Linked DNA regions of Mus musculus: region 2 is linked to region 1. Evidence: chromatin contacts called from public promoter capture Hi-C data. All regions are on one chromosome and are shown on one strand. Each heading gives the region's core, a stretch centred on a gene start, on an enhancer-like site or on the middle of the called end of the contact. The rest is flanking DNA. Distances are from core to core; before and after follow the strand shown.

What was found. Promoter capture Hi-C pulls out the DNA fragments that hold promoters and counts their contacts.
Region 2: a contact with region 1 is called in a promoter capture Hi-C map of neural stem cells. The contact joins the promoter of Sytl2 here to the promoter of Me3 in region 1. A contact is called at or near these places in 4 of 39 promoter capture datasets (embryonic stem cells, liver, neural stem cells and 1 more).

Annotation. Positions count from the first base shown.
Region 1 is chr7:89,631,022-89,634,496 of GRCm38.p6, reverse strand. Me3 (malic enzyme 3, NADP(+)-dependent, mitochondrial) reads right to left here and starts at 1,679. Exons shown (of 14, transcript NM_181407.4): 1 at 1,404-1,679. The coding sequence starts at 1,586.
Region 2 is chr7:90,300,711-90,304,185 of GRCm38.p6, reverse strand. Sytl2 (synaptotagmin-like 2) reads right to left here and starts at 1,757. Exons shown (of 20, transcript NM_001368878.1): 1 at 1,443-1,757.

The DNA.
Region 1 (3,475 bases), core at 430-2,929:
GTGATTGACTTGGGTATGGGAAGAGAACCCCTACAGTGTGTGAGGTGGTCTACTCAGACTTCACATAAAGTGGCATCACAAAGCCAGACTAGAAACCAGAGCAAGACTGCACCGTCAGGGAGTCACCTCTGCTTCTCCATCAAGCCTCACCTGCAGCCCTTTCTCTGGATGTGATTTTGGTGAAGGGCTTTTTATTTGCTGAAAGAGGCTCTCACCTTCTAGCACTACTGAAGCAATTCAAACAGGCATGGATACCTTAAATGCTTTGTACCGGAGCAGAGTACCGGGAACTCAAGGTCTCTTTGGAGAGTAGGGGGTCAGTGTGACAAGTGAATCTGAGCACACAGACATTTTCCTTAGTTTCAGTTGATGCTGTAGGAAACAGCACTGCACAGTTGGCCTCACCCTTTAACATAGCATTTTCCATAGAAGTTGTGTCATTGGAATTTCACCATCCTGAATCAGAGAAACTACTAACATTTTTTGAGAACTTCCTGCATGAGGACTATTCTCACATTTTATTTGCAGTAATAGCTTAGCAAGCATTTATGAGAGCTTAAATATTAATTCAAATCCAGTGGTTTTGAAACTTTTTACAATAATCAAATGAGGTCATACTATTAGGCTGAAAAACGTTGAGCCTGCTAGTTAAACACGAGGAATTGTGGGGAGTGGGGGACTGGCTTGAGTCTTGGCTTCCAGTTTCTGTTCCTCACAATCCTCTGAACCAAAGATACAAACTTGATTGCTACAAGAAGGAGGTGTGCTCCTAGGTTAATATGCAGGTATCTGCAGTGGGCTGAACACGGCCAAAGCATTAGAGATCTGCATTTGGTCACCTTGGCTAAGACCCCTTTGTTCTGCATTCTGTTACAGGACTGGTTTAAATTAAAATCTTTAATTCTTCTTCCAGTACTAAAAGTTCTATAATTCTAGACTTTTCTGTCTTCCGGACTCATGTTTTCCCAGATATTCACCATATCATTAGCTAACACTTATTATCTCATTGGTGCCCGAGTCTGTGCTAAGAACTCTGCCTCCGTTTTCCTGTTTTTCCTTTTAAACCTTGCAACATTCCTAAGAAATCTCTAACAGATACTTTAATTCACGGAGGTCAAATGAATTGTCCTCAAGATCTGCTGGAAATCTGACTCTAGCTCAGAGGGACCATCGGGAATACTCACTGGGTCTGTATTGTTTTTGCTGAGGAAATTAAGGTCAGTAAAACTGATCACATCTCTCCATGTCAAGAGGGGGACGAAAAGGCCAAAGCAAACAGAGCAATATCCAGGAGGCAAAACCAGAGGGCTCTGGAAGGACGCCATAGGTTTCGTCCCAAGCCCAGGGGGCGGGGCGTCTTTCCCTGCTAACCACGGGATCCAACGTCCTACCCGGACCATTACCTTGTTGAGATGGGGGTTCCTGGTGACATCGTATCCGCGCTTCTTCAGGGGTACGGGTCGAGGCGGGCCAGACTTGGAGTGGCAGCCCTGGGCGGGCGCGGAAGGTGCCTGGCGCCGAAGACTGCTGCAGGCTATGCGAGGCACGGAGGTCAGCCGCGCGCCAGTGCCCAGCGCGGCGCCCATAGCCCTGGCACAGACCTGGAACCAGGGCGAGACCAAGGTCAGGGGTGCCCTCTAGGCAAGCCAGGTCCTGCGCGCCAGCAGGGCGCCGGACCTGAGCTCTCGGAGAGGCTGGGGGTTCCTGATGGAAGGCGCTAGCCTCCTCCCCTTGTCCGAGGCCACCTGCTCCTCGCTTGGTTGCGATGCTCACCCCTCAGCCAGCAAAGCGAAAGCAAGCCCAGAAAGCAGATCCCGTGCGGATGACAGCCCGTGCCTCCCTGCCCCCATATGGGAGAATACTCTCCAAGGAGTCCCCGCACCCTCAGTACCTGTGGTTAACCTTGGTTTCTCCTTCTTCCGCTTACCTGCCTAACTGGAGAAGCTGAAGTCTATGCAGTCCCACTGCGAGCAGGTGGGGCAAGGCGCTACTGTCCCCTGTCACTCTCTGGCCAAAGGCAGCACCTCACAGGCAGTGCTAGCTCACGGGACTGATGCATTCAGTAAAACAGTCTCCAAACCTTTCCTTGCGGGACCAGATTTTCCTTGAGGATATGCGCGGGGGCTCTTCATAACAAGACAGGATGAAGCTCATTTTCCTCCCACATGAGGGTTTTTGTGCTTTTGTACCCTGGCACTCTCTATCCAGAGGTCTGAATGGCACTTAGGGGAGAACACTTGAGGGTCAGCATGCCCCCACCTCTTGAGCAAGACCTGGGCAAGAATGCTGTCAGTATAGTAACCATTAGCCACATGTAGCTGTAATACTCTAAATAAAATACAATTTTAAATCCATTTTACAGTAAATAAAATTTCTAAATAAAATACAATTTTAAATCCCAGTCACAGTAAGTGCCTTCTTTTAAACCAGTTGAGACCATGTTTGAATGTATATAGGTACAGAACACTTCCTGCTTTGTAGAACGTTCTCTTCTGTTGATCTGCGTTCCCCACTTCCTAAGTAAGTTTCTAGGAACCCCATGGAACCAGCCATAGACCATAGATGTTAGGTCACTCACACCTTGATGTCCACTTCTCCCTGAATTTAAGTGTGTACTTCCTCCACTTAGTGTTCAAGAGATTCCTTCTAAAGGAAATACATCGCTCTGTGTATGGGATAACTCCTAAGTTGTCAGGAGGCCTTGGTTAAGCCCAGCCTGGCTCCTGCCAGCTTCTCATCTCATCCCACTTCACCTTGTGCTGTCCTTGAGGTCTCCTCTGACTTGCTTCTCCCCATTTCCCTGTCTTACTCACCTCCATCTCAGGGCTTTTGCCTCTGCTAACACTTTTACTGGGAACATCATATTCCAATCTTCTAAACAACTGCCACATCTCGTCTCTGAGGTTGCCCCTAATATGTCAACTTGGAAGCCATTATTCTAGTCATTCCCTTCAGTGCTGACCATCCCCAGGGGATGCATAAGAAAAGGGTTTTCCCCTAGGTATAAATGAACAAGTCATCTACTAGTTCATTGCTATTGTGGTATATTGCCTGCCTCCCCCTTATGATACTGGCTTCACTGGGCTAGGGCCTTTGCCTGCAGATCCCTTTGTTATCAGGTCCTGAAATGTCTTTGTGCAATAATAAATAAATAAATAAAAATAAAAAAGTAGCTGTTTGGTGAGGGAAGGTGAGTAGCTTCTCTGATCATCAGGGCTATGAGCTCTCAGAATGGCCACCAGACAGGTGGTGTGGTTCTTTCTCTCAGACTCCATCCCGTTCTCATGGCCCAACTGCAAGGCAGGGATGCTCCTGCTGTCAAGGTCCTCCTGCCTGGCCTCAGGAGTCCATCTCCTCAAGACTGGTGGGAATGAGTGCCTTCCTGAAGCCTCTCTCTTCAGTTATCAGCTGAAATGATCTTTATTTCAACTGTACTGGGTGAAGGCATGTCAGTTTTCTTCAATGGAGTGATATT
Region 2 (3,475 bases), core at 508-3,007, 670 kb before region 1:
CAGAACTCCTGCCCCACCCAAGCAGTAACAGCTGAGTGGATCAGGCAGGCTTTCTGGAGCAGAGCTGCTGAGAGAGAGGCAATGTCAGTCACTGGTTTCCCCAGAATGATGGACATTCCTGACCATACATGCCGATAGAACCTCTGAGATGCTTTAACAGTGCCTGGCACTTAGTGGGAGCTCAATATGCTTGCTTGCTTGCTTGCTTGCTTGCTTGCTTGCTTGCTTGCTTGCTTGCTTGCCTGCCTGCCTGCTTGCTTGCTTGCTTGCTTGTTGCTTGCTTGCTTGCTTGCTTTTTACCTGCCCTGGCTTGTCTTTACCAAAGAGCACAAAATAGAAAGGTTTTAGAATTAGAAACTACGTGTGTTAGAATAGGAGGACCAATCTTTCTGAGCCTCGGCATCTCAATTATAAAAAGAAGTATAGTGTACCAACCTTGTGAGGCTTTGTGAGAATTTAGAAACACATTACATAGAGAACAGCGTCTGGTCCATAATAAATGTCTGTAAAAGAGAGATCAGCATCGCCCCTCCTCCCTCACTGAACCTCTCTTCTCCTTCCTGGACACTTTTAGTGGGTCCAAGAGTCTGATTTCAAATGTATGCCACTCCAAGAATGATGAAGGGCAGAGATGAAAGAAGTTGTTTGAGGGCCGGGTGCTAAAAAGCTCCAGTAACTGATTGAAGACCTCAGCCACTTTAAGCTAGCTTGCTTTGTCCTGGCTTCTCCATCTTGCAGACAGCAGGACCAGCATTCTAGCCAGAAAGGGTTGTCAGGAAGAGAGAAAGCTGGACAGCAATTTGGACCCCGCCGACCCTCCAGTTGTGTATCTGAACTGCCCCCTCTCCCCCACCCAGGCTTCCTCTGCACACTGCTATTAGACTGTAGGGTCAGAAAGCTGTGATTCAAAGCGTGTGTTTAGGCTCCCTCTCAACCCAGAGCCCACGTCCTGGAAGCTGCTGGTCACATACCAGCCCTTAGTAAAAAATGAGAACTTTTCAACGATGCAGGAAATGGAGCCCCTCATAGCCAAAGACGACTTATAAAGGGAGGAAAGGGGAGGAGGCACTGTGAGCGCAGAGACCCACTTCCTACCCCACTTCCTACCGCACTTCCTACGGCTGCTGGATGGGTCTTACACCCTGAAACACGCGGTTTTGCAGTTTGAAGCTGGCAAATCCCACCCATGTGACTTAACTCTATAGGATAAGAGGTCTGGTTGGGTGTAGAGGAAACTGTCCCAAAACAAATGTGTTAATTTTCAAACTAGAGTTCGCGGGGGGGGGGGGGTGCTTAGCTGGGTTCCTTCGCTGCACCTCTGCTGTTCCTCACCTGAGCACCCTGCGGGCGATTGCTCCGCAGCCAGGTCCCGCCAGTCTCCAGCCCCAGGTCTGGGGTCAAGCCTTCAAAGTACCACCCCCAATTCCGTCGCAACTGCCTACCTGGTGTCCCTAGCTTCGCGGACACACGGCGGCGAGGGCAGCAGAAGGAACTCCTAACTAAAGGAGAAACTGAGGGATGAAGCTTGTTGGTTGCCGCCCCGGTGGTTCACGTTGTAGCAGCCAGGATAGCAAGGACAACAAAAAAATCTCTCTCTACACCAACTCCTCCAGCTACTCCAAGACCCAGAGCAGGACCAGAAAGCAGTCCCAGCGACACCGCCAGTAGACAGAAAAGTCACACCCAGAGCGCGCGCCGAGTCTCCGCCGCAGCCCCGGCTGCCCGCTCTACCTCCTCCGGGCTGCCAACCTCTCTCTGCCGCCCAGCGCTCGCAGCCGGCTGCGCCACCCAGGTGTCGCCGCTGTTCGGGGCGGGCGGAGGGGAGGGCAGCGCGGGACCTTCCAGGGAGCACAGGGCTCGCCCCGCCCGCCCGCGCCTGCGGGGCCGCCTCCTGTGCTCTGGTCCCTGCGCTTGGCTTCTCTCCCTTCCAGGCCTCCTTCTCTACTTGTCAGTGAAGCAATCGAGTTTTTATCCAAAAGAACGGAAACGGCACTTTTTTTTTTTTTACGTCCCTATGCAAGAGGGTCGAGGATACCTTCCATCTGAAACGTAGGGACGGTCACCACCATGCGGGGAGAAGAGGTGCCTGTAATCTAGCAAAATGTTCTAACCCCTCCGGCCATCAGTTTCTTTCTCTCTTTCTTTCTTTCTTTCTTTCTTAATTTAAGTTTTATTGCATTATGACGAGAAAAGATACATAATTTCAATTTATCTGAATTTGTTAACACTTAAAAACATATTTTGAATAAATAGACTTACATCACATTCTTCTTTCCCTTTTGTACCCCAACTTCTCCCAGAGACGGCCCCCACTTCAAAACCTGCAATACCTTTTTTTTATCATATTCTCTTTTTTCCTTTTTTATTAAATATTTTCTTTATTTACATTTCAAATGTTATCCCCTTTCCTAGTTTCCCCTCTGAAAACTCCCTATCCTTTCTCCCCTCCCCCTGCTCCCCAAACCATCCACTCCCACTTCCTGGCCCTGGCATCCCCCTATACTGGAGCATAGAACCTTCACAGGACACCTCACACCAGTCAGGATGGCTAAGATAAAAAACTCAGGTGACAGCAGACGCTGGCAAGGATGTGGAGAAAGAGGAACACTCCTGCGTTGTTGGTGGGATTGCAAGCTGATACAACCACTCTGGAAATCAGTTTGGTGGTTCCTCAGAAAATTGAACATAGTACTACTGGAAGATCCAGCAATACCACTCCTGGGCATATACCCAGAAGATGCTCCAACTTGTAATAAGGACATATGCTCCACTATGTTCATAGCACCCTTATTTATAATAGGCAGAAACTGGAAAGAATCCAGATGTCCCTCAACAGAGTAATGGTTACAGAAATTGTGGCAAATTTACACAATGGAGTACTATGCAGCTATTAAAAACAATGAATTTATGAAATTCTTAGACAAATAGATGGATCTGGAGGATATTCATCCTAAGTGAGGGAACCCAATCACAAAAGAACTCATATAATATGCACTCACTGATAAGTGGATTTTAGCCCAGAAGCTCAGAATGCCCAAGACACAATTTGCATCCGTTTCTTTATACAGATAGCTAGGATTAAATAATGTGATACTTTAAAAGTAGCCGTGGGAGAGAGGGGCCGGGGGAGGTGGGCAGAAGGATTACCTTGAGTTTGAAGCCAGCCTCTGCTAGAGAATGAGTCACAATACAGAGAAAGGAGAGAGGCAGACAGAGACAGAGAAAGAAGAGAAGAAGCATATTAAAAGTATTTACTAATACAGAGCCAATGAGAAGCCTCAGGGTAAAACACTTTCAGCACAATCAGGAAATCCTGAGATTCCTCATTCTGCCATGGAAGGAGAAAAATCGATTTTCTCTCTCTCTCTGTCTGTCTGTCTGTCTCTCTCTCTCTCTTGTGTGTGTATGTATGCATGTATGCATGTTATGTATGTATGTATGCATGTATCTGTGTATGTATGCATGTATGTATATG